Regions from separate parts of the Mus musculus genome. Here all the other regions are linked to region 1. Evidence: chromatin contacts called from public Hi-C, HiChIP or PLAC-seq, Micro-C and promoter capture Hi-C data. All regions are on one chromosome and are shown on one strand. Each heading gives the region's core, a stretch centred on a gene start, on an enhancer-like site or on the middle of the called end of the contact. The rest is flanking DNA. Distances are from core to core; before and after follow the strand shown.

What was found. Promoter capture Hi-C pulls out the DNA fragments that hold promoters and counts their contacts. Hi-C and Micro-C count contacts between places; a contact is called where the count stands out from the background. HiChIP or PLAC-seq counts read pairs in DNA pulled down with a chosen protein or histone mark.
Region 2: a contact with region 1 is called in an HNF4G HiChIP or PLAC-seq map of pancreatic cancer cells. The contact joins the promoter of D230017M19Rik here to the promoter of Arpc2 in region 1. A contact is called at or near these places in 4 of 39 promoter capture datasets (cranial neural crest, liver, pre-B cells and 1 more), 1 of 484 Hi-C or Micro-C datasets (B cells), 2 of 115 datasets of contacts at active chromatin or transcription factors (large pre-B cells and pancreatic cancer cells) and 1 of 9 other capture datasets (adipose tissue).
Region 3: a contact with region 1 is called in a Hi-C map of B cells, with 7 read pairs. The contact joins the promoter of Xrcc5 here to the promoter of Arpc2 in region 1. A contact is called at or near these places in 8 of 39 promoter capture datasets (the 3T3-L1 cell line, the HPC-7 cell line, embryonic stem cells and 4 more), 1 of 484 Hi-C or Micro-C datasets (B cells) and 3 of 115 datasets of contacts at active chromatin or transcription factors (embryonic stem cells, extraembryonic endoderm stem cells and large pre-B cells).
Region 4: a promoter capture Hi-C map of embryonic stem cells shows a contact between it and region 1, with 2.5 times the contacts expected there. The contact joins the promoter of Igfbp2 here to the promoter of Arpc2 in region 1. A contact is called at or near these places in 2 of 39 promoter capture datasets (cranial neural crest and embryonic stem cells) and 1 of 115 datasets of contacts at active chromatin or transcription factors (embryonic stem cells).
Region 5: a Micro-C map of the G1E-ER4 cell line shows a contact between it and region 1. The contact joins the promoter of Asic4 here to the promoter of Arpc2 in region 1.
Region 6: a Hi-C map of pre-B cells shows a contact between it and region 1, with 7 times the contacts expected there. The contact joins the promoter of Dnpep here to the promoter of Arpc2 in region 1. A contact is called at or near these places in 4 of 39 promoter capture datasets (the C10 cell line, erythroid cells, liver and 1 more), 2 of 484 Hi-C or Micro-C datasets (erythroblasts and pre-B cells), 3 of 115 datasets of contacts at active chromatin or transcription factors (the 230-238 cell line, large pre-B cells and thymic regulatory T cells) and 2 of 9 other capture datasets (liver and pancreatic islet).

What each region holds. Positions count from the first base shown.
Region 1 is chr1:74,234,535-74,238,445 of GRCm38.p6, reverse strand. Arpc2 (actin related protein 2/3 complex, subunit 2) reads right to left here and starts at 1,929. Exons shown (of 10, transcript NM_029711.2): 1 at 1,547-1,929. The coding sequence starts at 1,620.
Region 2 is chr1:72,242,136-72,246,046 of GRCm38.p6, reverse strand. D230017M19Rik (RIKEN cDNA D230017M19 gene) reads right to left here and starts at 2,054. Exons shown (of 4, transcript NR_155355.1): 1 at 1,884-2,054. Gm24497 (a small nuclear RNA gene) reads right to left here and starts at 1,834; the gene lies at 1,644-1,834.
Region 3 is chr1:72,305,481-72,309,391 of GRCm38.p6, reverse strand. Xrcc5 (X-ray repair complementing defective repair in Chinese hamster cells 5) reads right to left here and starts at 1,971. Exons shown (of 21, transcript NM_009533.2): 1 at 1,825-1,971. The coding sequence starts at 1,845.
Region 4 is chr1:72,822,218-72,826,128 of GRCm38.p6, reverse strand. Igfbp2 (insulin-like growth factor binding protein 2) reads right to left here and starts at 1,649. Exons shown (of 4, transcript NM_008342.3): 1 at 1,165-1,649. The coding sequence starts at 1,549.
Region 5 is chr1:75,448,548-75,452,458 of GRCm38.p6, reverse strand. Asic4 (acid-sensing (proton-gated) ion channel family member 4) reads right to left here and starts at 1,949. Exons shown (of 10, transcript NM_183022.3): 1 at 1,046-1,949. The coding sequence starts at 1,627.
Region 6 is chr1:75,314,969-75,318,879 of GRCm38.p6, reverse strand. Dnpep (aspartyl aminopeptidase) reads left to right here and starts at 1,863. Exons shown (of 15, transcript NM_016878.4): 1 at 1,863-1,989; 2 at 2,077-2,170; 3 at 2,251-2,339; 4 at 2,437-2,550; 5 at 2,810-2,935; 6 at 3,131-3,261; 7 at 3,460-3,535; 8 at 3,643-3,750. The coding sequence starts at 2,077.

The sequences.
Region 1 (3,911 bases), core at 680-3,179:
TATCTTGTAGATCAGCTTGTAACCACCCAGGACTCATTCTTTGCTAGTCAAGACTTGAGAATGTATGTATTAAGATCAGCAGTGAAAATGCAGAAGTTATTTTAACTTCCTCCTTTGTGCTACACTAATTAAAAAAAAAAAAAAGCACGCACCCCCCTCACCCACAGTAAGTGCCCTGTGTTGACTAACTCCAAAACTCAAAATGCAAAGAAGCTGCAGACAAGAAACAAGTGAGGTGCACAAATGCTCAACTGCAGTCCAGGGCAGGAAACAGCATGACACTGAATGCACCAATTCAAGGAATGTCCCATTTTGTTTTGCAGGTAAAATCTGTAACCTTACAAAAGAGACGGAGCAGACAATGTATTCCGAGTAAGTAGTGGGTTCATGCTTTCGATGTCTGTGAACCACAAGTTCATTACAAATGCTTAGAATTAAAGGGGGAGAATGAATGAATTCCCCCTCTCCCAGTCCTCTTCCCTCTGTGGATCGGCAAGCACTTTCCTATTTCTAGTTCCTAGTTCACAGAAAACAGCCTGCACTTATTTCCTAACTGTGAAACCAAAATGTGAAGCCCCACCTTTACCAATGAGGAAATGAGGCAAAGGAATGGCCACAGGCCACCATAAATTAGAACCTAAAACCCAATTCCTCTGCTCAGGTTTTAAATATATTAGAGAGGCAACGCGGCTTTAAGGGAGGAGTTTGCTTTTTTGTGTATGACAGAGAGGGCTGGAAATACGTCCCATATATTAAGATGCTGATGTTATAAATGGTTATCTTAAGAACTTTATAGATTCTGGGAGCAGAAGCAGCTATTAACCCAGTCGGCATTACTACAGAAGAAATCAAAGACCGGGGTCTTTGATAAGAATTTAAGACACACAACCAATAAGTAAATAGAGCAAGCTTGTCTCGAGAGCTAAAGAGAGTGTGGATGGAGAACCGTTGGCTTTGCCTAAAGGATATATAACAAAATGGCTAGTTTCACAGTAGGTTAGAGATTTTTTTTACCCCCCTAGCAGCCTGGGTCTGCTTTCAGTCTTGCCTCCTGCTTTTCCTGGGGTCTCGAGAGATGGGGGTGGGGAAGCAGAATGCTGGTGGCGATCTGGGCCTACACGTTCTTCCCACCTCGCCCTGGGAATTCCTGAAAACTCCATTCAATCCAGCTTCCCCAAAAGGGTCTCTCTGGGTTCGGTACAATGACGGAAAAGACAGAGGGAAGTGCACCCCTCTCTTCCCCCCTGAGGACCGTAGGCTCTCGGGCGTGACTTCTGGCCTCGGCTGCCCTCACGTCCTACAGGTCTCCTGTTCTCTGGCACGCCTTGCCCCTGTCCTCTCGCTGCTTCCGCATCCCTATCTCAGCCTCTCCCCACGCATCTCAGGCCCTCGGCTCACCGCGCCCCGTGGCTTCCCACGTCCATCCTGCCAGGGAAACCCTGAAGCCGCGCCAGGTTCCCGATTTGTCCCCCTCTAGGGCTGGGGAGCTGGACGCCACCCGGGATTTAGCTGGGGTCAACTCGGCCTCCTCCCGGCGTGCGCTTACCCGGCGGCCGCGTTCTCGAACTTGAGCGCGAGCGTCTCCTCGATGATGCGGTTGTTCACCTCCAGCAGGATCATGGCGGCGGCTGCCCCGGGCAGGGGAAGGAGAAACAAGGGCGGTGAGGGTGGGCAATCGAGGGTAGGACGGAGGGAGCGGCCCCGCTGCCCCTGACGAGGGGGGCTGGGTGCGGTAGGTGAGGGGAGAAGGGGACGGGGAGCGGGGTGGGGAGAGGCGGACACACGCGCTGGCCCGGCACGCGCTGCCTGTAGCAGGCAGCCACCACCCGACCGACCTGGCCCCCGAAGCTTCAACCCGCCTGCCGAGCCGCCGCCGCCTCCGCCGCCGCCTTACTTGACGATCCCGGTCCCCGCCCAGCCCCCGGCTCCAGCCGGCCACTTCCGCTCTCACACCCACTTCCGCTCGCCGCCCGCACGCGCGGCCCCGCGGCGCCATTTCCGCTTCGACCTCGCGCGTGCACTCGCCCGCAAGCGCGTCCCGGTGAGGAGGCAGGCAGAGGGCATGCGTGCGCATGCGCCACACGCCGCCCCGCTCCTCCTGACCAGGAGAGTCCTACGCTCACCTGTCATTCCCCGTTGTCCGTACAATCCACCTGCCCCTTTCGCGAATATTCCAGAAGCCTGATTCCACCCTTCCGATATTATTTCAGAAGCCCCCTTAAGAAGCTTGTTTGGGGTGGGGGGGATCCCTTGCTTCCAACTTGTGGGTGCTTTTTGCTCATTCCGTGCTTAGGGCTACCCTGCAGCACCGTTGTGCCTATTCTTCGCCAGCGACTGTTTAGTGGCCATCTCTCCTTCCCAGGGATACAGTGATTAATGCAATAGATGAGGACTTGACCTTCTAAAGCTTATGGTCTGCTAAAAGAAACGCAATAAAAGCCCGGCGTGGTGGCGCACGCCTTTAATCCCAGCACTCAGGAGGCAGAGGCAAGCCTGGTCTACAAAGTGAGTTCCAGGACAGCCAGGGCTATACAGAGAAACCCTGTCTCGAAAAACCAAAACCAAAAAAAAAAAAAAAACAAAAACAAAAAACCAACAACAACAAAAACGCAATAAATTCCACGTTGTTATTGGGCAATAAAGGAAAGGAATCCAGATGGGCCTTAGGGATTCCTGTCATACCTTTATTTCTTTGCTTAAGTGCCGCCACCGCCACCTGTCCTTTCAGCTTGGGTACCATGTTTCCACTTTTTTCTCTTCCAGGAACAATTTTAATTAAGCCTCTTCTCCATGCAATAAAAAAAAAAATTTTGTTTGATATTGATCAGAGGACACCTTTTGGTAGTCAGTTCCCTTCTCTCTCCAACACATGGATCCTGAGAATTGAACTCAGGTCATCGGGCTTAACAACAGGCACAACTTGCTGAGCCACGCCCTGGCCCTGTTTGTCCAGATTTTTGAAAGAGGGACTTGCTCTGTAGCTCTGGCTAGCCTTGAACATGTATTGGTGTCTCCAAGTTCTGGGATTCTCAGTTCACACCAATATGCCTTTCTTACTTCATTTCAGTTGTCTCTAAAAAAATCTTTTTTGCTGCTTGTGGTGAGGCATACTTTTAATCCTAGCACTCGGGAGGTGGAGACAGGCAGATTTCTGTGTGTTCCAGGCCAGTCTGTTCTACACAGCAAGTTCCAAGCAAGCCAGAACTGCATGGTGAGACCTTGTCTCTTGTCTCAAAGCAAATGAACAAATATGGAATTCTAAGATTTATTATTATAGGGAGAGTACATGTGCATCGTGGTTGTTGAGTGGAGGCTGGAGGACAGCTTTTGGACATTGGTTATCTTCTTCCACTGTGGAATCCTGGGATGAAAGTCAGGTCATCAGCCTTGCCTAGCAAGTACTTTACCTGCTGAGCCATCTCTCAAACCCCAAAGCACAAATGTGTATGCTAAGCAATAGAGTCCCACTAGCTTTGCTAAAGATGACACCTACGACGTGTCTAATCTTTGCCTGAGTTATTATTTTTTTTTCAAGAAGTTGACAACAGCATCGTCTTTCTCACACTGAGGCCATAGGCCCCTCAGGTTTAGGCAGGTTTCTGACAGCTGACCTGTCACCTACAGAGGGACAAGACTCCACCCTTAGAAGGTATTTGTGCTGCCCTTTTCTGAGCATGCACAATCTGAAGAGAAGTAAAGTTTGCTTTGGAAAGCACAGCCTACCGGTTCTTACTTGCTTTTTCTTGCTTGAGTCACCTTAGCCCAATCCTTAGACTACTTCCTTCCTTATTCCATAAATATCCCTGAGATCCCTCTTCTGGACTCCACACTGGGTTGCCCAAGGAACAGATTTTAGCAAATAAGGCCATTCAATGACTGATATACTGCGAAATGAGCAAATATGGACCCGA
Region 2 (3,911 bases), core at 805-3,304, 2.0 Mb after region 1:
GTTTATGCTGTGTTTGGTTGATGTCCTTGGGAGACCTGCTCTTTTTTGAGTGGAGGTGGGAGAGGGTGGATCTAGGGAGGACACGGGTTGGGACACTAGGGAGAGGACATCTGCAGTCCAGATAAAATATATGAGAGAATAAAATATATTTGACTTTATGTGTATGAGTGTGTTGCTTGCATATATGTCTGTGCGCCTGGTACCCATGGAAGTCAAGGTATTGGCTCCCAGACAGTGCCCTAACTTAACCTCTGAGCTATTTCTCAAGCTCCTAAACATTTATTTTCATCTTATTTTAAAATTATGCATGCAATGGGGTGGGGGTGGGGGTCGTATGTGCAGGCCATTGCCGGGTACCAGCTGTAGTTAATTTGATGTTGTTGTTGGCATTTTTCACTTTTTGATAACACATTGTAATGGGAACAGCTCCAAATTACTTTGCTTAATTCTTCAGGCTTAAACAATCGCCTGAGTTTGGACAAAATGGCAGCACTCTACCCATTCTTCTCAGGACAGTCACTAGAATTTATTTCAGGGGCTGGTGAGATGGCTCAGTGGGTAAAAGCACCCGACTGCTCTTCTGAAGGTCCAGAGTTCAAATCCCAGCAACCACATGGTGGCTCACAACCATCCATAACGAGATCTGACTCCCTCTTCTGGAGTGTCTGAAGTACAGTGTACTTACATATCATAAATAAATAAATCTTAAAAAAAAAAAAAAAAGGACTGACTGCTCTTGCGGGGGTCCTGAGTTCAATTCCCAGCAACCACATGGTGACTCACAACCATCTGTAATGGGATCTGATGCCCTCTTCTGGTGTGTCTGAAGGCAGGTACAGTACTCATATATGTACAATAAATAAATAAATCCTTTTAAAAATAATTTATTTCAGAAGAATCTAGGACTCTGACACAACTTCTGTCAGTGAATCATTATTTATAGGTTACTGTACAAAAATAACATACCTAGAGCGGGTCTTTGCTGTGAAAATCAGCATAGGCATAAACAGTCAACAAAATTTTAGCTTTCAGAAAAATTATGCAAGCCTAAGAGTTTTTAATGCCACCAGACTTACATAACTAGCAAGTGTTTTGTGACAGTAAGCTGAAAATAACTTGTCCATCTTAGTAACCTTACAGCCTCACAGCTCTTTCCAGATCAAAAGCTAGACATTATGTAGAATATTATGCAGCAATGTAGAGTGATGTGCAGTAAAACTAACAGGTTGGTAAGAAATCCACGTTGGCCTAATTTCTAGGTCTCTTATTAAACCAGCATTATTCCCCAGAGGGGAAAAAAAGAGATAAAAACCTTAGAGTCTTTCCCACCTAATCACAGTTATTGACCAGTGGATGGAAAGACTGTGTAAAAAAGTAAAGAAGCGAGCTGCTCTGCCTGAAAAGCCTGGTAGTGGAAATATGAAACCTGAATAATAATAAGAAAAGTAAAGCAATAGAAAAAGATCAACTGGCGGCAAGCAGGCGGACTTCCGAGTTAGAGGCCAGCCTGGTCTATCAAAGAGGGGTTAACGAGACCCGGGTAACTACAAAGTAGAAAAGAAGACAGAAAAAGTAACTGCAGCCTGTATTTACGAGCTATAATAGTCCTAAATGTCTTACATTTAACCAACATTGTTCCCCAGAGGGGTTGCACCGTTCCTGGAGGTACTGCAATACCAGGTCGATGCGTGGAGTGGACGGAGCAAGCTCCTATTCCAACTCCTAGTTCCAAAAATCCATTTAATATATTGTCCTCGGATAGAGGACGTATCAGATATTAAACTGATAAGAACAGATACTACACTTGATCTTAGCCAAAAGGCCGAGAAGCGATACCAAATACAGACCACGCAGCCATGCTCTGCGTCCGTGAGACACATTACCTTTGTGGTGACCGCTCGCAACCCTCACTTCCTGCCTCCCCCGCGGTTCCTTCCTCCTCCGATCCGCGTCTGCGCCCTCCACACCTCACTCCCACTCCAGCACCCACGGCTTCAGATTCAACGTCCACGACCCGGGCTCTCCCGGCGTTCCCGAGCGCGCACGCCGAGTATGATTTGCATGCCCCGCCCCCTCGCGAAGGGCGTGACAACACAAGCCCAAATTAGGCCTGTGCACGTCGCCACGCCCCTCGCGTGGAGGCAGGACGTGCAAATCAGCTCTTCCCCGCGGCCTCCGCGATTCACAGGCCGACTCACAGACTATTGCGGTTTGGAATCCACCGGAAATAGAAAGACCTGAAGGGGGCATGTCCACGGCCAGATGCACTGGATAAACTCTGAGGCAGGACGGTGGCTGAAGGGTGGACCTACTGCTCCTAGTTCGCGTTGTCTTAAGACAATCTTCCCTTGTTGAGAGGCTGGCTCCACAGGGAGTCTAGCAGGCTAGTGATTTTCTGTTAGGTGTTTTCACAATGTTGTCAAGGCAAACCTACTTAGGTAAAAACTGTAGTAAATCTTGACCAAAAAAAAAAAATGTCATATATTGAAATCCTTAATAAATTGTGTGATGTCTTTGAACTTTTCTACAGTTTTCAGGCTAAAAAATACCGATGGTTAACATCAAATGCAATAATAATGCAGGGATCGATGATGTTTGGCACGTGGGAGTGAAGAGTGGACAGTCACTACTCTTATTAGCTCCTTGGTACCCAGAACCTTAGATCATTTTCAGTTTAAGGACAGACATAATCCTGAGAGGAATTTACCCCGAAGAGCTGTAGGCTCTGGGCTGGTTCTGTGCCTCTTTGAGTGTTATAGGGAATAAAGCTGGGTAGGATGCTTTCCAACCACTGCCACTGGAAATTGCAGAATGGAGGACCAGATCAGGCAAAGCCTAAACTATATGAGACCCAGCCTCAAGTAAAAGACAATCTGCCAAATATAAAGGGCAAAATACTAAAAGACCAAACTTCTAAATGTGTTTATGTGTAAGTACTCAATATTGTAGGATTTGGGCTTAGAGTTGCCCCCAAGGCTTTGGGACCTCTTATGCCAAACACAAACACCATCCTGATACATCCTATTACAGAGATTTTGTTGTGTTTTCTTATATTTGTAACTTTAAATCACTTTGTAACCATCAACTACTTAATGGATTGTCATTAGCATTTAAATCCTTTAGGTAAAGGTACCAGTGATGGTTTGAATAAGAATGGCCCCCACAGACTCATATATTTGAATGCTCAGTCACCAGGCAGTGGAATGTTTGAAAGGATTACAAGGGTTAGAAGGTGTGGCCTTGTTGGTGGAAGTGTGTCACTGGGTGTGGTCTTTGAGGTTTCAAAAGCCCATGCCAAGTCCAGAATCTTTTTCTGCCCGTGCTCCAGGAATTCGCTCTCAGCTACTGTTCCAGAGCCTACCAGCATGCTTCCCACCACACCATGATGAGATTGGGCCACATCTCTGAAACTGTAAACCCGCCCCAATGAAATGACTTTTCTTACAAGAGTTGCGGGGCGGTGGTGGCACACGCCTTTAATCCCAGCACTTGGGAGGCAGGTGGATTTCTGAGTTCAAGGCCAGCTTGGTCTACAGAGTGGGTTCCAGGACAGCCAGAGCTACACAGAGAAACCCTGTCTCGAAAATCAAAAAAACAAAACAAAACAACAACAAAAAAGAGTTGCCATGGTCATGATGCAGCAACAGAACAGTCACTAAGATTGTATGCCATTAATTTTTTTTAATCCTCTGCTGGGATTAAAGGAGTGCACCACCACGCCTGGCTGTGCCATTAATTTTTGCTTAATTTTTGTCAGATACCTCAATGAGACCTTGGAGGGCACGGGATACTTACTATTGTAGGGCTAACCTTGCAGAGGTGGGAAACGATTTGAGACCAGATACATGTGATCATTATTCTTGCCAGTACTGGCCAGTGTACTCATTTATAATAATAAATAAAACTTTGGG
Region 3 (3,911 bases), core at 722-3,221, 1.9 Mb after region 1:
ATTCAAGAAAGAAAATGAAGGGTCTTTTGGTGGGGAAAAAATAACCAAAAACCTAGGTTAGTAATCCAGAGACCTGGGTCTAGTCCTATCTCCTCTAATTAGCTCTGACCCCTAGGCAATGTCACTTAACCTCACTGTTAGTTCAGTCAGGCAGTAAGATGTTGGGCTTGATGAGGTCTAAAGCTGTTTGCAGAATTAACAGTCCTGATCCTACCAGTCTCATCCGTGCTTTTGTGCTGACCAGACAGAATGTGAGCTGTTCTGGGCATCATCTTAGGCGACAAAGACTGAAAAGTGACCAGTTAAGACGGTCATCATCTGACTCTAGAGGTGTTTGGAAAACTTGGACCAGCTCCTATAGTGGGGGATGAGCCCCCAATTTTGACGTTTTTGCAACACTCAAAGGAAATACTAGTTTCCCTTAGTTCATAAAGAATGGAATCACATGACACTCTGAAATTTAACAGGTTTCAGAAACAACAACAACCTATCTTGGGATGAACATTAATAAACTACAGAATACCTTTGAGAGGAATTCAAATTACATCCCACAGTGATTCCTTCAGCATAAAAATCTTTTTTTTTTTTAAATGTAGGCATCACAAAATATGCTGGCTGTGTTCCTTTAATAGGCGGCCACAAATCTACTTTTAAAGTAGCAAACACTAAAAGACTGGGAGTCTTTTGTCAAGAATTAGAGATTCAGAGTAAGGCATCAAAGAGTTTGACAGTGTAAATTCTGGTCTGGAAGAATGGTTTATGATAATTTAAAGTCTTTGGAAGCAGTAAGAAAACCAGGGAAGACAAACTGGGAGGGTACTGCAGCTCTTCATTACCACACTGAAGCAATACAACCTGCTAGAATTTTATCAAGTACATCTGCCACAGTAAGTCCTTCACGGGAGCTACAAAGTTCTCAGCAACTGAAGGCAGAGGAACAAAGGAAGCGAGCAACATCATTATGGGTTCATAATTTCATCAAATTCCCAAATGGGGGTGGAGGAAAACAGAGCTCCGTTATTGAACCCCTATCTTGTTTGTATTAAACGAATGAATGGATCCTTGCCATTGCATCTCTCTCTAGTGATCAAAAACAACCTCTCTAAAGTTTACAGTAATTTCCATTATTAATCTAGGATTCTAAGATCATAGATTCTTAGAAATTGAGCATTCTGTTTTGCTTTTCTTTCAGAGCTCCGAATGAATTCCCATTCACATGTTACCACTCATGGAAAGGGTGACCACGTTCTAATCACTTCAGTTCTTCATGTCTTGCTTGGTTCTCCTACTGACAAGCTAAGGGTAATAATGGTCGTCTCACGGTTTGGTGTGAAGATTTAATTAAATAGGAATAAAGGGCTTAGTTGTGCCTCACACAGTAAGCTTTCAATAAATTCGAGATTTTTAAATTATTATGAAGGTCATAATATTACGTAATATTACACCTTGAGTTATTTCATTCACAGAATCACAAAACCCCTCTGAAGTTTTACGAGCCTGGCATGTAGGGGATCTATCCTCGATAACTTACAAAGATTTTTAGAACCCAGGTTCGGAAGCAATAAAGGACGTCTGTGTTAGCAGGTGGCGTGGATAGAAAGTAAACTGAAGCAACGAGGGAGGAGGGAAGGGTGAGAGGCTGGAGAAGCAGGAGGGAGGATTTCGGAAGCGTGAAGGTGCACAAGACTCAAATGCAGAACTCCGAACCCCAAGTCTTTCGTTTTGAGCATCCATCCTTCAGTGCTGACTCAGCTGCGATTCCCACAGCTTCCACCCTCTAGAGATCCCCGGCTTAGGAAAGGCAAAAGGCCCTGCTCTCGGTACCTTATTACCGGACCACGCCATGCTGGTCCTCAGGTGATTTGATTACTTTTTCCGGGCGGAAACCTAGAGTGTCGCAACTCAGTTCCGGGCAACCCACAGATCCAGACGTCCCGCGTGCAAGGCGGGGAAGCCATGGGCTCTGAGCATGCGCAGAATTCTCTCCCTGCCTCCTTAGGCAAGGCTTTGTTCTCTGAGCCGCTAAAAGCCAGTCAGTACTGGGCTGGAGAAATGGCTCTGCCGTCTAAGACATTTGTCATCAAGCCTGACGAGCCCATTCAAGCTCCAGGCACCCATATTGTGGAGAAAAAGAACCAATTCCACAAGTTGCCCTCTGATCTCCACGTGTCCCACACATCACAATAAGTAAATAAATAAATTTAAAATAACAAGTTTAATAGTAAAAAAGTAAATAGGGGGTTAAAGGGAAAGGGTCCCAGGTTAGGAATGTGTACTGTTTTCGCAAGGGTATTTCAAAGCCCAGCACCTACATCAGCCTTCCGCGGATCTGACGCCCTCTTCTGGCCTCCACTCAATGCACATACCCACATGCAGCCGCGTGCATACATGATTTTTAAAACTAAAAAAAAAATAATAATTGCTATTACTCAATTGATAATAATCCCTTTCGCTAGCAATTTGTATTGGCACTCTGGAGTTAAAAGTCCCCTGTGTAAGATGAATCCACGAAGTCACTTAACTCCTCTAAAGGCCTTCTAAATATGATACTAAAAAAAAAAAAACCATGAACACGATGACCTTAGATCAACGTCCAAAGAGAAGAGTGAGAGTTCACCGAGTTAAAAGAAAAAGATGGCTCACAACCATCTGTAATGGGATCTGATGCCCTCTTCTGGTGTGTCTGAAGACAGCTACAGTGTACTCACATATATTAAATAAATAAATAAATCTTTAAAAAGGAAGAAAAAGTAGGAAAGGCATTCAACTCTACAGACAAAGTGGTTAAAACACCTTAGCCTCTGGGAAGAATTTCCTACTACCCTGGCGTGTCTGTGGCTGGGAAAGATGCCCTTTTCTAGAGATGGAGGCTGTCAATTCCCGTGAGTGTTCACCACTCATTTGCAAGGAAATTGCCCTGCAGTTCTTCCCTTCTGATAACCCTTGCACAGAAACTGCCTGTTTTCTATACAAAAATGACTCACAAGCTGCAGGTGGTTGGACAAAAGGTCCAGAGACCTGGAAAATGTCTGCAAACCTCTGTTCAATGTGGGAAACGTTCAATCAGATTCTCTTTTGTTGAAAATGGTCCCAAGAAAACAGGCACTAAAATTGATATGATTTGGAGAATTTTTGAAGAAGCCTTCAGGGAATGAAGGTTTAAAAATCGAAGCTGATAGGGTTCGAGAGATGGCTCAACAGTTAAATACATTCGCTGCTCTTGAACAGGACTGGGGTTCAGTTCACATATTACAGCTCACGGCCATCAGTAACTCCTGTTCCAGAGGATCCCATACCCTCTTCTGGGTTCTGAGGACACCAGGCACCCATGTGATACACAAACCTACATACGGGCAAAACACTCATACACAGAAAATAAACAAATAAAAATTTTAAAATAAACACAGTGGTGTCTAGACAGACACTTCGCACCCAGAGGACTCTTCCATGCTTTTATTCAGACTAGAGAATTTTTTGAAACTGAAACGTTATTTCTAGTTATAGTTTTACTATGGTTCATCTTTAGAGTTACTAGGGCTTTACCACAGAGAATGTTTGCAAGCTGTGTCATAGTTCCATCTCGGATAGAGTCTCTCTTTTCTCTTCCTCTCTCCCTCTTCTCTTTTTCCCCCTCTCTCCCCTCCTCCTTCTCTCTCCCTCCCTCCATCCCTTCTGTTTCTTTTACTCCCTCGTTTCTACAGACACACACACACACACACACACACACACACACTTCCAATACAAGTCTGTTTCCTAGGAAAAATAAAAAGAGGTTCTAGTAGCTGTCCTTGTTTGCATCTACACAATCTTTATGGAAGTCTCAAGAACCACCCACTTCTAAGCAGTTAGAAGACCATGGTCCTGAAAATGCATGGAGTTTAAGCATTGCTTGCTCTAAAAAAAAGCTTCCT
Region 4 (3,911 bases), core at 400-2,899, 1.4 Mb after region 1:
CCCTCTGAGGAAGCTCCACCTTGCTCTGTAGTCAAGGTCAAAAATGCCTCAAGAACTACAAGACTTCAAACTTGACCTCTGACTCCATTGGGAAAGGGACAGTGGCTGAGCCAGGGAAAGAGAGGGGCGCACAAAGAAATCGAAAAACAGGGAAGATATTTGTTCTCTCTCTCTCTCCTATCTCTCTCTCTCTCTCTCTCTCTCTCTCTCTCTCTCTCTCTCCTATCTCTCCAGGCTACCCCCAGTCTAAGAAACATAGTAAAAGCCTCCTTTTAAACATTAGCTAAAATTCAGCGCTGTCCCCAAGACAATTGCAGCTTTCTCCAAACCGTGAAGAAAAAAAAGTGAACTCCTCGCAGTCAGCTTGTGTCCCTTAACTTTTTTTTTCTTTTGAGAAAGAAGGGCTCCTTAACAAAGAACCCCACCTTCCCCATCCCGTGAGACAGAAAAAGTTCCCTAGATTTAGGAGGAGGTACGGTGTGACACACACCCGCGTTAAGAGCTGTAGCTCCCCTGGCTTTCAAGCGGCTCCAGCATTCTGACCGGAGGCCCAGACGCACAGCCAGGGTGCCGGAACGCAGCTGGCCAACCGGCTTAAGTTACACAGATGGAGCCCGCTCCATTCTCCACGTGCATCCTTACCCTTCTCCTCACCTCCCAACGCCAGAAGGAAGGAGCTTCTCCATTCGATCTTTTCTCACCCGAGGTCTGCAGTGTCACCTGTGCGCGGCAGCCAGCAGCACGCCCACCGCTAAACATTCGACCGGTGGTCACTGACTCAAGTTTTGTTTCAAATGAGTTTCAAGTTCCTACAGGCTCTTCAACCCCCACCTCCACCCCCTCAGCCCCTAGATCAGACCACCTTCCTCCCCGCTAAGTCCCGTTAAGGAAGACCCTGGTGGCAAGGTATCTTTCCTCTCCTCCTTTACCCCATCAAATCCCGCTTGCTCCACCCGCAGCCTCCCTCCCGGGTTTGTCTTTCGGGTTCCCGCTCTCAAGAGTCTCCCTGGATCTGATTAAGGTCTAAGCTCTTTCTCCTCTACATCAGTCCCAGGGTCCCGTCGGACTCTCTTTTCCCACGTGAGAGTCACCAGCCAGGAGAACCCGCTGAGCTACGAGAGAGTTTCTCCCAAGCCCAAAACTAGTGCTCACAGTCCGCATTACCTGCAACCTGCTGTGGGGTGGTGCCCACGCGTCTCTTTTCACAGGTACCCGCGCCTGTGACAAGCGCCTTCAGGGGCAGCTCGGAGCCCGGGTTGGGATAGCAGCGTAGCGTCTGGGCGCAGCGCGGGATGTAGACGCCGCATGCTTCGCCCTCCTGCCGTGCGCACACGGAGCAGCAGCCGCAGCCGGGCTCTCGCACCAGCTCGGCGCAGGGCGCGTCGGGTGGGGGCCCGCAAGCGGCCAGACGCTCGGGCGTGCAGGGTGGGCAGCGGAACAGCACCTCGGCGCGCACCCCGGGGCCGCAGCCGCCCGCGCCCAAGAGCAGCAGCAAGAGCAACGACGGCAGGAGCAGCGGCAGCGCGGGGCCGCCCAATCTCGGCAGCATGTTGGCTTGTGGGCAACGGTAGTGCAGCGAGCTAGCGGGCAGGTGGCACGGCCCAGACGAATGCGGGAGACGCCTCCTTGCCTTCTTTCTCCTCCCCCGCCTCTGCCGGGTCCTAAAAAGCCTGCTTCTCCCCGCCCCCCTGCCTTCTCCCCTCCCCCTTATGGAGACCACTCCCTTCCCCCCCCCCCCGCACCGCCCCCCCCCGCACCGCCCCCCCCCGCACTCTTGCGTGAGGGCACGTGCTTGTGCACACGCCCACTCGCCCACCCTACGTTCCTAGGGGATTCAAGCGGACCCCTCTGTTCTTCCCTGGTTAGGACTTTGCTCCCTTCAGCCTGGGTTTGTCCGCTCCGGGAGAGTAAGAATAACTTGCAAGCGTGGGTAGAATCGGCGTGGAGTGGGAAAGAGCCTGTGCTTTTGTCTCCTGTCTTTTAGTTTAGTTCGATTTGGAAGGACTTAGTTTGCTCACTTCCCACGTGGCCGGCTGTGAACTGACTGCCGGGGAAACACAAAAGCAGTCTTGACCTTAAAGATTTCGGAGCTCACACCGACTCCCCACAGCCCTCGTGTTGCTAGGAACAATGACCTTGAGTGAGTCCCGCGGACGCTCAGTCCTTCTAGACCAGGCTCGTCCCAGACAGCACCTCCTAGCAACAACTTCAGTTTCCCAGCCCAGAGCTCACCGCTGCAAGTAATGAAACCTGGTGTGTTTCCTGGTGCCTCACAAACCTCTGCCCCACAAGCCCTCTAATCCCCTAGAGACCCGGGTCACCATCCACAAACGCTGCCTTATTCGCCCACCTTTACACACACTCTCCCCGCCTCCCCCCCCCCAGACGTCTGAAGACACACCCACTGAAGGGTCTTGAAAAGGTCAGATTAGACACCCACCCCCCTCCCCAGGTATTAGAGAAAGCCCTAGCGCTAGGCTGATTAGAGCTCGCTCAGGTTTTCAAATAGAAAAGAGTGGCTGCCTCCTTTGTTCCAATTGAATCACCCAGCCTAGCTGCCCCCAACCTCCATCACTCCAGCCTGGCAGGACCTTAGTTATTGACTCATTTGCCAGGGTTGTGACCTTAACAACGAGTGAGGCGTCTCCATTCCCCCACAAGATTCTCCAAGCCATCCTTTCTAATTTCTGGGCTCAGGGCCTATCTCAATTCAGCGGCTTTTTGTTCATATGTCTGTTTGAGTTTTATGCCTCCTAGAAGACAAAGTTCTAATCTTAAGAAACTAGGAGAGGAAGAGTTATGGAGGAGAGTTTGAACTTCTGTAGGAACCTCTGTGGAAGATGACTATCCGAATGAAAAAGAAGGGGGACGGGTGTGAGACTAAAGCTTGGTAATTGCGTAGAGGGAAATGGAGGGTTATCGATGGCGCATTCTCAACACCCGGACCAGCAGAAATGATGAAAAAAAATTGAAGAGTGATACTGAAACTAGAAAGTCACTTAGGCCAGAGATCAAAACCCCTGGGGAGATAGGGGAACTGGCAGGGAAATCAGCTAATTGTGCTGAGACTTGGCCTGATTTGGGCGTGTCAGGGACACAGCATCAGTGTTTGAGCAGAGGGATGGACCTCTGACAATAACGGGAGCTATACAGAATGGCGATCTAACAGAAGGAAACCAACAAAGGCTGGGGGAGGCTCCAGTTCACATCTCCACGTGTTCTGGTGTCTTGTACCTGCCCTGGAATATGTTCCTATTGGCCTCACCGACTGAGGACTCCTTTGTAGTAGAGATACCACCCTGCATCATGGTGTGCCATAAACATCCATTGTAAACTACAAGTGAGAGCCACATTGCTAGCTATATTTCCTACCACTGGCATTAAAACACAGTAAAGAGTCTGGTATGGCGGTGAGCCTTTAATCCCAGCACTTGGACAGCAGAGTCAGGCAAATCCCTGGGTTCCAAGCAGCCTGGTCTGTGAAGCAAGATCCAGGACAGCCAAGGTTACACGGAGAAACCTGGTCTCAAAAGAAAAAAAGAGAGAGAGAGAAGAAGTAAGTGGAATCTGTTTTGAATTCTGCTTATTCAATGTCATTGAATCAGTAATAAGTATGAAAATTATAAAGGCAAGAGTATCCATGCACATCCCGAGATGACCTTGGACTCACAATCCTCCTGCCTCGGTGTTTAGAGTGCTGAGATCACAGGCATGAACCACTGGGAATTTCTAGAATTTCTCTTTCTGGTGAGTCGAATCAGTGCTGATCCCTTTCCCCTTATCCCCAGTTAATAGCCAGCTTTACCCTGCACAACCCCAGATACCCACACCCCAAGAGGAACCTTATCTCAGTCCTTCCCTAACCAAACAACCTCCAAGTCCTACTCAAGAAAAGCCTGCGGACACAGGCG
Region 5 (3,911 bases), core at 700-3,199, 1.2 Mb before region 1:
GATGATGGTGCTAGTGGTCTCTGCCTGGAGAACGGTGGGCAGAAGTTGGGGTAGGTTGGTGTCAGGAGCTGGGATGACATCCCCAGCGTGACCCCCATCCTTGGCAGCTATGAACCTGGGTACAGGCATGGAATGAGTAGCTCTCTGGATATGTGGGTGTGCAGGTGTGCATGAATGTAGTGACAGGGACACTAGGCGTGCATGGCAGGGAGTGTGCAAGGAAACCATGTCCCTAAGTGTGTGTATCTGTGTGCCAGCTCTGAGGATGAGTTATGTACAGAGAGGGAATGAGTGATTCCCAGTGTGAGAGCCAGAGCCAGGCAATGGAGCAGCAGGAACAGGGACCAGAGGGGGTGGGGGCACTGGCAAGCAGGACCGACCAGGGGGAGCATGAAAGAGGGGTGTGTGAGAACAGCTGTGAAGGGCTGAGTGTGTGTGTGTGTGTGTGTGTGTGTGTGTGTGTGTGTGTGTGTGAAAGACACAGAGACGAAAGAGACTGGCATCCAAGATACACGAAGACCATCTCCAACCAGCTGGCTGGCCGGGCCAGCTCCCCAGAAGGCAGCCCTTCTCCCCCCGCCCCCCTCCAGTTCTTCCTTAGACAGGGACACCTCTCCCCTCTAGCAACCCTCTCCCTGTCACTTTGATTTGGTGGGAAGAAGAATCCAGTAGCCCCCGAAGAAAAGGAGAACAAGAACAAAGTGGGGCTCAGTCTGTCTGGCCTTGGGATGAAGACCAGCTTCAGGGCCCTGAGTCCATCCCGAGGAATAGCCCTGGCCCCTGAACCTTGAACACTGCAGCAGCAGCAGCAGCAGCAGCAGAAGAGGAGGAGAAGGAGCTGTGCCACGGGGTAAGCCCTTCTGAGCATCCACTGCTCCTGGACTGAGGAGCCAGAGGGAAACACCAGCTGAGGGAGACACGAGGCCCGCCTCTGGTGGCAGAAGGAAGGGAAGCCCTGTTGAGGATACCCTCACGTACTACCCTCCACCCCCCACCTTAGCTTCTGGCCACCCCAGGTTCAGGTGGCCCAGCTGGTAGAACTCACCACAGAGAAGTTGCTGGCGGAGCAGTGGTGCCCACTGAAGTTGCAGCTCTTGAGCATGTCAGCAAGCTGGTGGCCAGTGCGGTTGAGGATGTCTACCATGTCAGGCTCTGGATAGCGAAGGCCAGCTGCACGGTGCCCGTCCCGGTCTTTGGGGGGCAGCCCTGTCAGATTGGCCAGGTGGAAGATATCAGCATCGCTGAGTGCCGAGTGCCGGAAGCGGTTGATGTTGCAGAGGGTGACAGCCGGAAAACCCGCCACTGGGGCTGGGGCAGCAGGGTCCATGGCTACCAGGTGAGGCCGGGTCAGGTAGCCCCTGGCCAGGCTGGCTGCCTGGTACAGAAAGGCAGCCAGTGAGGTGAGTAGGGCCAGTGCCCACAGGGTTCTGCGCAGTCCATGGGGGCCAGGGCCACAGGCCCGGCCCAGCCCATGCAGAGTGCTGGTGCTGGCAAAGGTGGCCAGGTCCCGAGGGGCTGCTGGCCCCTGAGCAGCCCCCAGGAGGCTCTGTTCATCCCCTGCCTCCTTCTCCTTGGGTTTTGCATCCTCCTCAGCAAATTTGATTTTGCACACAATCTCGATCGGCATCTGTCCCCGGCTGCTGGGACTGGCCAGAGCCTCACTGCTACTGTCCCTCCCTGGACAGCAGCCCTGGTGCCCTCCGGAGTGGTGGTGGCGGCAGCGGCTGCTCTTCTAAACTCAGGGCAACCAGGAGGAGGACGGGGACAGGGTGGGGGCCCGAGGTGGGGGCGTCACTCCCACTCCCAGCAGCTCCGCAGCCCCGGCGCTGCCTCTGCCGCTGCTGCCTCTGCTGCCGCTTGTCTCTCTCCTCGATCGTCTCCTTGTGGCTTCCCTTATCAGCACCCGCACAGCTGTCAGCCCCTGCGTGTGTCCCTGCGAGCAAGCGAGTGAGCGAGGGAGCAAGCGCTGCTCCGCCACGCCGCGCAGCCCCAGCCGCTCCGCTCAGCATGTGCTCTGGAGCCCACCCCGTGCTTAATAATTCAGGACATGTCAACAGCGTTTCACCGTCGGGCACTGGCACGGGAGGCAGGAGCCAGGCCAGGGAGGGAAAAGCCCCACCCTACCCCAGCCCAGGATGGAGATTCCAGGATCAGGGGTGCTTCTGAAACTCTCTCGCTGTACCTTAGTCAAGCGTGGGGGCCACGGATAGCCTAGTCTCGGGCCAAACTGGGAATGGTGCTATGCTGACTTCTCAGCCCATTCCTTGCCACTTCTTCTGGACCACACCCCACGAAGGGTCAATCAACCCCACTTCCCAGCTTCCTTGACTCCTGACTCCAGCCTTCCAGGGATCTCACTGCCCCACTCAAAGCAGCTTCCAGCAACTCCTTGTGAGAGCCACTTGTTTGAATGAGGGAGGGAAGGAAGGGGAGGGCAGGCAAGAGAGATGAAGAGACAACTGTGGCTTCACTCAGACTCCCCTCCCCTAGAGCCTTGCTGCTGATTTCAACATCCACCGCATCCCTACCCCTTCCAGGAGGGACCCTGGTTCCCTTTTTCTGACTTTGCCCCATATCCCAGGTTCAGTCATTCTTGTGACTGAAGCAGAGGCCACCCTGCCTGGCTCACTTGTCTGTAGCCACTTTACTAGTCCTTTAGTCTCCAAATCCCTTGCTATGACAAGGCTTGGGGGAGAGGAGGGGAATCTGGATGAGCCAGGCCGGGGAGCTAAGAGCTCAGAGGCAGGGTAGAAGGAAATGAAGCGCCCAGGAGAGCTATTAGAGCCGGTGGGAAGGTGAGTGGGGGCTTCAATGGAAATACTATGCTAAGGAAATCAGTGCCCAGAATGTCCTGTCCTCTGGCAGAGCTAGACAGGGTTGCCTTGCAGGCTGCTATCTTGGAGGGAAATCAGACACATGGGTTACCATCACGAGAGGAAGTGGAAGCCCCTATTGGCTCACCGGGAGGGGGGTACGTTGGCACCTCCCGCTTGGGGGTAGCAAAAATGGTCCACTTGTGGCCCCTGGGGGTGTGTAAAAGTGTGAGTCCTCATGGGGGAGAGGAAGCACTTGTCCTGGGAGGAGAGGGGGGCTGATTAATCGGGGTGCTAATGAGCAGCAGGGAGAGGAAGCTCAGAGGGGAGGGGGAGGCGGCTCCATCGATCCAAGCCGCGGAACCAGCAGCTGAAAAAAAAAAGTGAGAAGGGAATCGATCTGAGGGAAACGGCAGCTGCTGGGGATTAGAGCCCGAGGTCCACACGCTGTCCAACGGCCACCCCTCCCCTTCGTCAGCCTGGCCCTGCAGTCTCAGGCTGGCCCCGAGGGAGGGTCATCAGCGTAGCTCCCCTTAGGGGATTCAGGCCGCTGCTCGGCCCACCCTGGCTGCAAGGCTAGGTCAGGCTCCTAGTGAGGGGCACCCCAGTGTGTCATCCACCCACACACCTGGTCCTAGCCATGCATGGTGCTCTAACTAGATGTTCCCAACCTTTCAGCAAAGTGGCTTCCCAGGGCCCCACAGCTGGGTGTCCCTACACGCTTCCCATGAGTCTAGGTCAGCAGGCTCCCAACACTGGGAGGAAAAGACCCCCACCCCGGGGGGGCAGATTCAAGGGCTGCTTTTGGCTGGGACACAGCAGAAGTTGACTTGGCACTGGAAGCAGGCGCTGAGTTCCTATGGAAAGGTCCAAGTGACCACAGACAGCTAGCCCCCTCTCTACTTGGTACCCTGGCAGTAGTCCTCCATACTCTTCCCGCCCCCCCCCCCCGCATCCCCGTCGACTTCCAGACCTTTCCAAAGTCCCCCCCACCCCCACCCCCTGCACCACATACCCACCATCCCTCCTTTTCTTTCTTCCCTTTTCTCCCAATATTGATTTTTCTTTACTGGGTTTTAAAAAAAGGGTGATTTAATT
Region 6 (3,911 bases), core at 614-3,113, 1.1 Mb before region 1:
GCTACACAGATGTAGTCTGTCACCCACTGAACGGATCTTGAAACTGCCCCCTTTGAAGTGAGGGTGGCAGGACCTTTCCAGAATCTATCCCTGTTCATTTCCATCCCAAGTATAAAAGCAACAGATGCCCCCCACCCCCACCCCAGAGACCTGTGATCCCTGGAAAGACTATTTTTACACTCATGGTAGGTCGACTCTGTTTTGAACCTCAAAGCCACAAGAGTCCTGATCCATCGATGTATGGATGAGTTTTAAGATTGCTATTCAACATTCTTGACATGGAAACATAATATTGGAATTGCCCCCCTCAACTGCTTTAAGGAGTAGAAAGAGCCAGTAGGGGCGGCTCATGCCTGTATCTCCAACAATTGCAAGACTGAGGCAGGATTGCCATGGATTTGAGGCCAGCCTGGGCTACATAGTGAGCTCTGGAAAAGCCTGAACAAAACTGAAATCCTGTCTGAAAGAAAAAAAAAATCATGAGTATCAGAATCAAACCTCAGGGCCACCCAAACAGCTGTGTTGAAAAGGTCACTGACTTCTGTGTTCCTCTGAGACCTACTAAGTAGCATAACATTTAACCAAAGAGGATAGAAAAAAGCCTACGAAAGTCTCTTGCAGTTGTTCTAGGCTCTGCACACTAATTTATGGAGTCATAAGCCCAGCTGTGCCATCCATTTGTAACTAGAGACAGATTACTCTCATAATTCCGTTGTCTACAAAATGCTGACAGTAAAATTGTGAGAATTACATACGATAACGTTTATCATAACATAAACTCATGGAAGTCAGCGGCTGTGCTAACACCACCGGGGCGCTAGAGCGCGCTGCCGCCGCCGCGGTGGGCCGTCCTGCCTGAGGGTGCTCCAGGAGCGGAACGCCTCGCAGCGGCTTCGAGGCCGCTGACAAAGGAAAGGGCGGAGGGGGGGGGGTCAACGCCTGGAGGACTCGACTTGATGGAGGCGGGGCGAGAGAGGCATCAGGGGCGGGGCCTGCCAAGGAAGCCCGGACAGCGGAGACAAGGTCTGGAGAGTAGGCGTGACGGGGCGGAGCTAGTGGCGCAATGAGGGCGGGTCATGAGACGTGGCTCCTAACGGGGCAAAGCTAGTGGAACAGTGGGGCGGGGCGCGGTGTGACTGGAGCTGACTAGTCCACGTGGTTAGAACGCAGCCTGATTGGAGGAAGGCGGGTCGGTGAGGCGGGAGCGGAACCGGAACGCGTCCTGACAGGGGCGGAGCTCTCGGAGTAGTGAGGGCGGGACGCGGCCTGACTGGCACAGAGCAGTCAGCGTGTTTGGAACCAGGCCTGACGGGAGCTGAGCGAGTAGCGGGAGGGGGCGGAACCCGACCGAGGCCTGACAGGGGCGGAGCTCGCGGAGCAGCGGGGGCGGGGCGAGGCCTGGTAGAGGCGGAGTCCCGGTGCGGCCTGACGAGAGGCGGAGCCCACAGCTCGGCGAAGGCGAGGCCTGATCCGGGAGGGAGGAGCGGAGCGTCAGGGGCGGGCCGGAGTCCGGCTCCTGGAGCGGAGTGCGGTGGGGCTATGCAGGTGTGTTGCTGTTGCCGGTCCCGCCTCCACTTCGGCTCGGTGGCAGGCCGCGCGCCCTTTCGGAGCTAAGCTTAAGGCGGCGCTGACACGGGCGTACTCCGGTTTCAAAGTAAAACTGAAACCCTCCGAGGTGGCCTGACCTTCCCGGAGCCGGAAGGGCTGTCTAGTGACTGACGGGGCTAAGGGACAGGTGTAGTGGTGCTTTGATTCCGGACACGGTGGCGCGCCGGCTAGTGGCCTTTCCAGCTTTGAGGTCCTCTTGGAGGCGGGATTTCCTAGCTGGGCGGGGCGTGGATTATCTGATTAGGGGGCGGGCCTTTCCGATCCTGTACTCCAGGGACAAAACTGGGTGGAGGTCCTCTTGCCCTGGGACTGAACCTTTGAGCCGAGAGCGATCGAGCTAGGAATCCACATCTGTCGCCAGTGAAGTCCTCGGAAGCAGAGGTTGAGCCTTGGGGCTCTCATTTCTAGGGGGCTGAAAGAGGGATCCTAGACCCGGCAGCCACCTGAACTCTCCACTTCTCCCTGTAGATGGCTATGAACGGCAGGGCTCGGAAAGAGGCCATCCAGGCCACAGCCCGAGAGCTCCTGAAGTTCGTGAACCGGAGTCCCTCTCCTTTCCACGGTAGGTGACCAGGGTTAGGGAGGCTAGGAGTGGGAGTGACTTGACCAACTTCCATCGCTGAGAGAGCCCTTTTCCTACAGTCGTGGCTGAGTGCCGCAGCCGCCTCCTCCAGGCTGGCTTCCGTGAACTCAAGGAAACAGAGGGCTGGGATATCGTACCAGAAAACAAGGTACTAAGGGATAGCGTGGGGGCAGACACTATTGCAAAGGCCTGTGTCCCGGATCATAAAGCAACTCACGCCCCTGTCTTTCAACTCTCTCCCCCAGTACTTCTTAACCAGAAACTCCTCCTCCATCATTGCTTTTGCTGTGGGGGGCCAGTATGTTCCTGGCAATGGCTTCAGCCTCATTGGGGCCCACACGGACAGTCCCTGTCTCAGGGTAAGAAGTTAGGACTTGTTTGGACTGAAGGGAGGTGTGGGGGGGGGCGGTTGGGAAGAAGAGATCCTGGAGGTAGAGTTTGCAAGGCCCTATCCCAAGGTCCCGGGAAGAAGGTAGACCCGCCCCATGCTCTCATGTTCCCCACATACACTTTCAGCTGTCAACTGATGTGCTATCTGCTCTGTATAACTTACTGCCTGAGTCTCCCTTCCAGATGTTGTCTTTCAGACATTCCCTTTTTTCTCATTCTTACGCTCAGGTGAAACGCAAATCGCGCCGAAGCCAGGTGGGCTACCACCAGGTCGGTGTTGAGACCTACGGCGGTGGGATCTGGAGCACATGGTTCGACCGGGACCTGACCTTGGCTGGACGCGTCATTATCAAGGTGGTATCGAGGGGCTAGGAACTGGGGAGGCTCTCACTTCCGGCAGCCTGAAGCTTGAATGTCTTCCCATTTCTTAAGTGTACCAGTGAAGAGTCCTCGTGGGGAAGAGGGGACATGATTATTCTGGGTTTAGTAAGGGATTTTATCAGCTGGATTTGGGAGGTGCCCAGTTCTGACCTGGCCGGTTGGCCACAGTGCCCTACCTCAGGCCGGCTGGAGCAGAGGCTCGTCCATATAGAACGGCCCATCCTGCGCATCCCACATCTGGCCATCCATCTGCAGCGAAATATCAATGAGAACTTTGGGCCCAACACAGAGATCCACCTGTGAGTCCACATTCGAGCCAGGGTTGTGATGGCTGTGAGGGTGGGATATGGCACTGGGGAACAGAGGACCACCCCTTAGTGGTCAAGTTCCACGTTTGGAAACCAGTTCTATCCATTTGGGGAGTGCGCTGGGAATCAGTCGGAGGACTAGAAGTTCATGGCTGTCCCTCTCCCTTCTCTCAACCCATTTCCCCACAGAGTCCCTATTCTTGCCACAGCAGTTCAGGAAGAGCTGGAGAAAGGGACTCCTGAACCAGGGCCTCTCGGTGCCACTGTAAGAAGCTCCCCTGGCCCGGAGAGGGTGGGCAGAGGGGAGCAGACCAGTCCCCTAGAGGGGCAAAGGATGAGCAGGTCCACCTTCCAACATCCCCTGCCTTACAGGATGAGCGGCACCACTCGGTCCTCATGTCCCTGCTCTGTACCCATCTGGGCCTGAGTCCTGACAGCATCATGGAGATGGAGCTCTGCCTGGCAGACACCCAGCCTGCAGTAAGGAGTGGCTGTAGGCCCTCGTGGTGGGGTCCTCCAGGGTCCCTGTCAGCCATAGCATATCCCCGAAGCTCCTCAGTTAGTCTCATCCTTGTTCTTCCCAGTTGGTGGCACTTCCTCTGCTTTCAGTAGTTCCCAGATAAGCAGAGCATCTCCCCAGA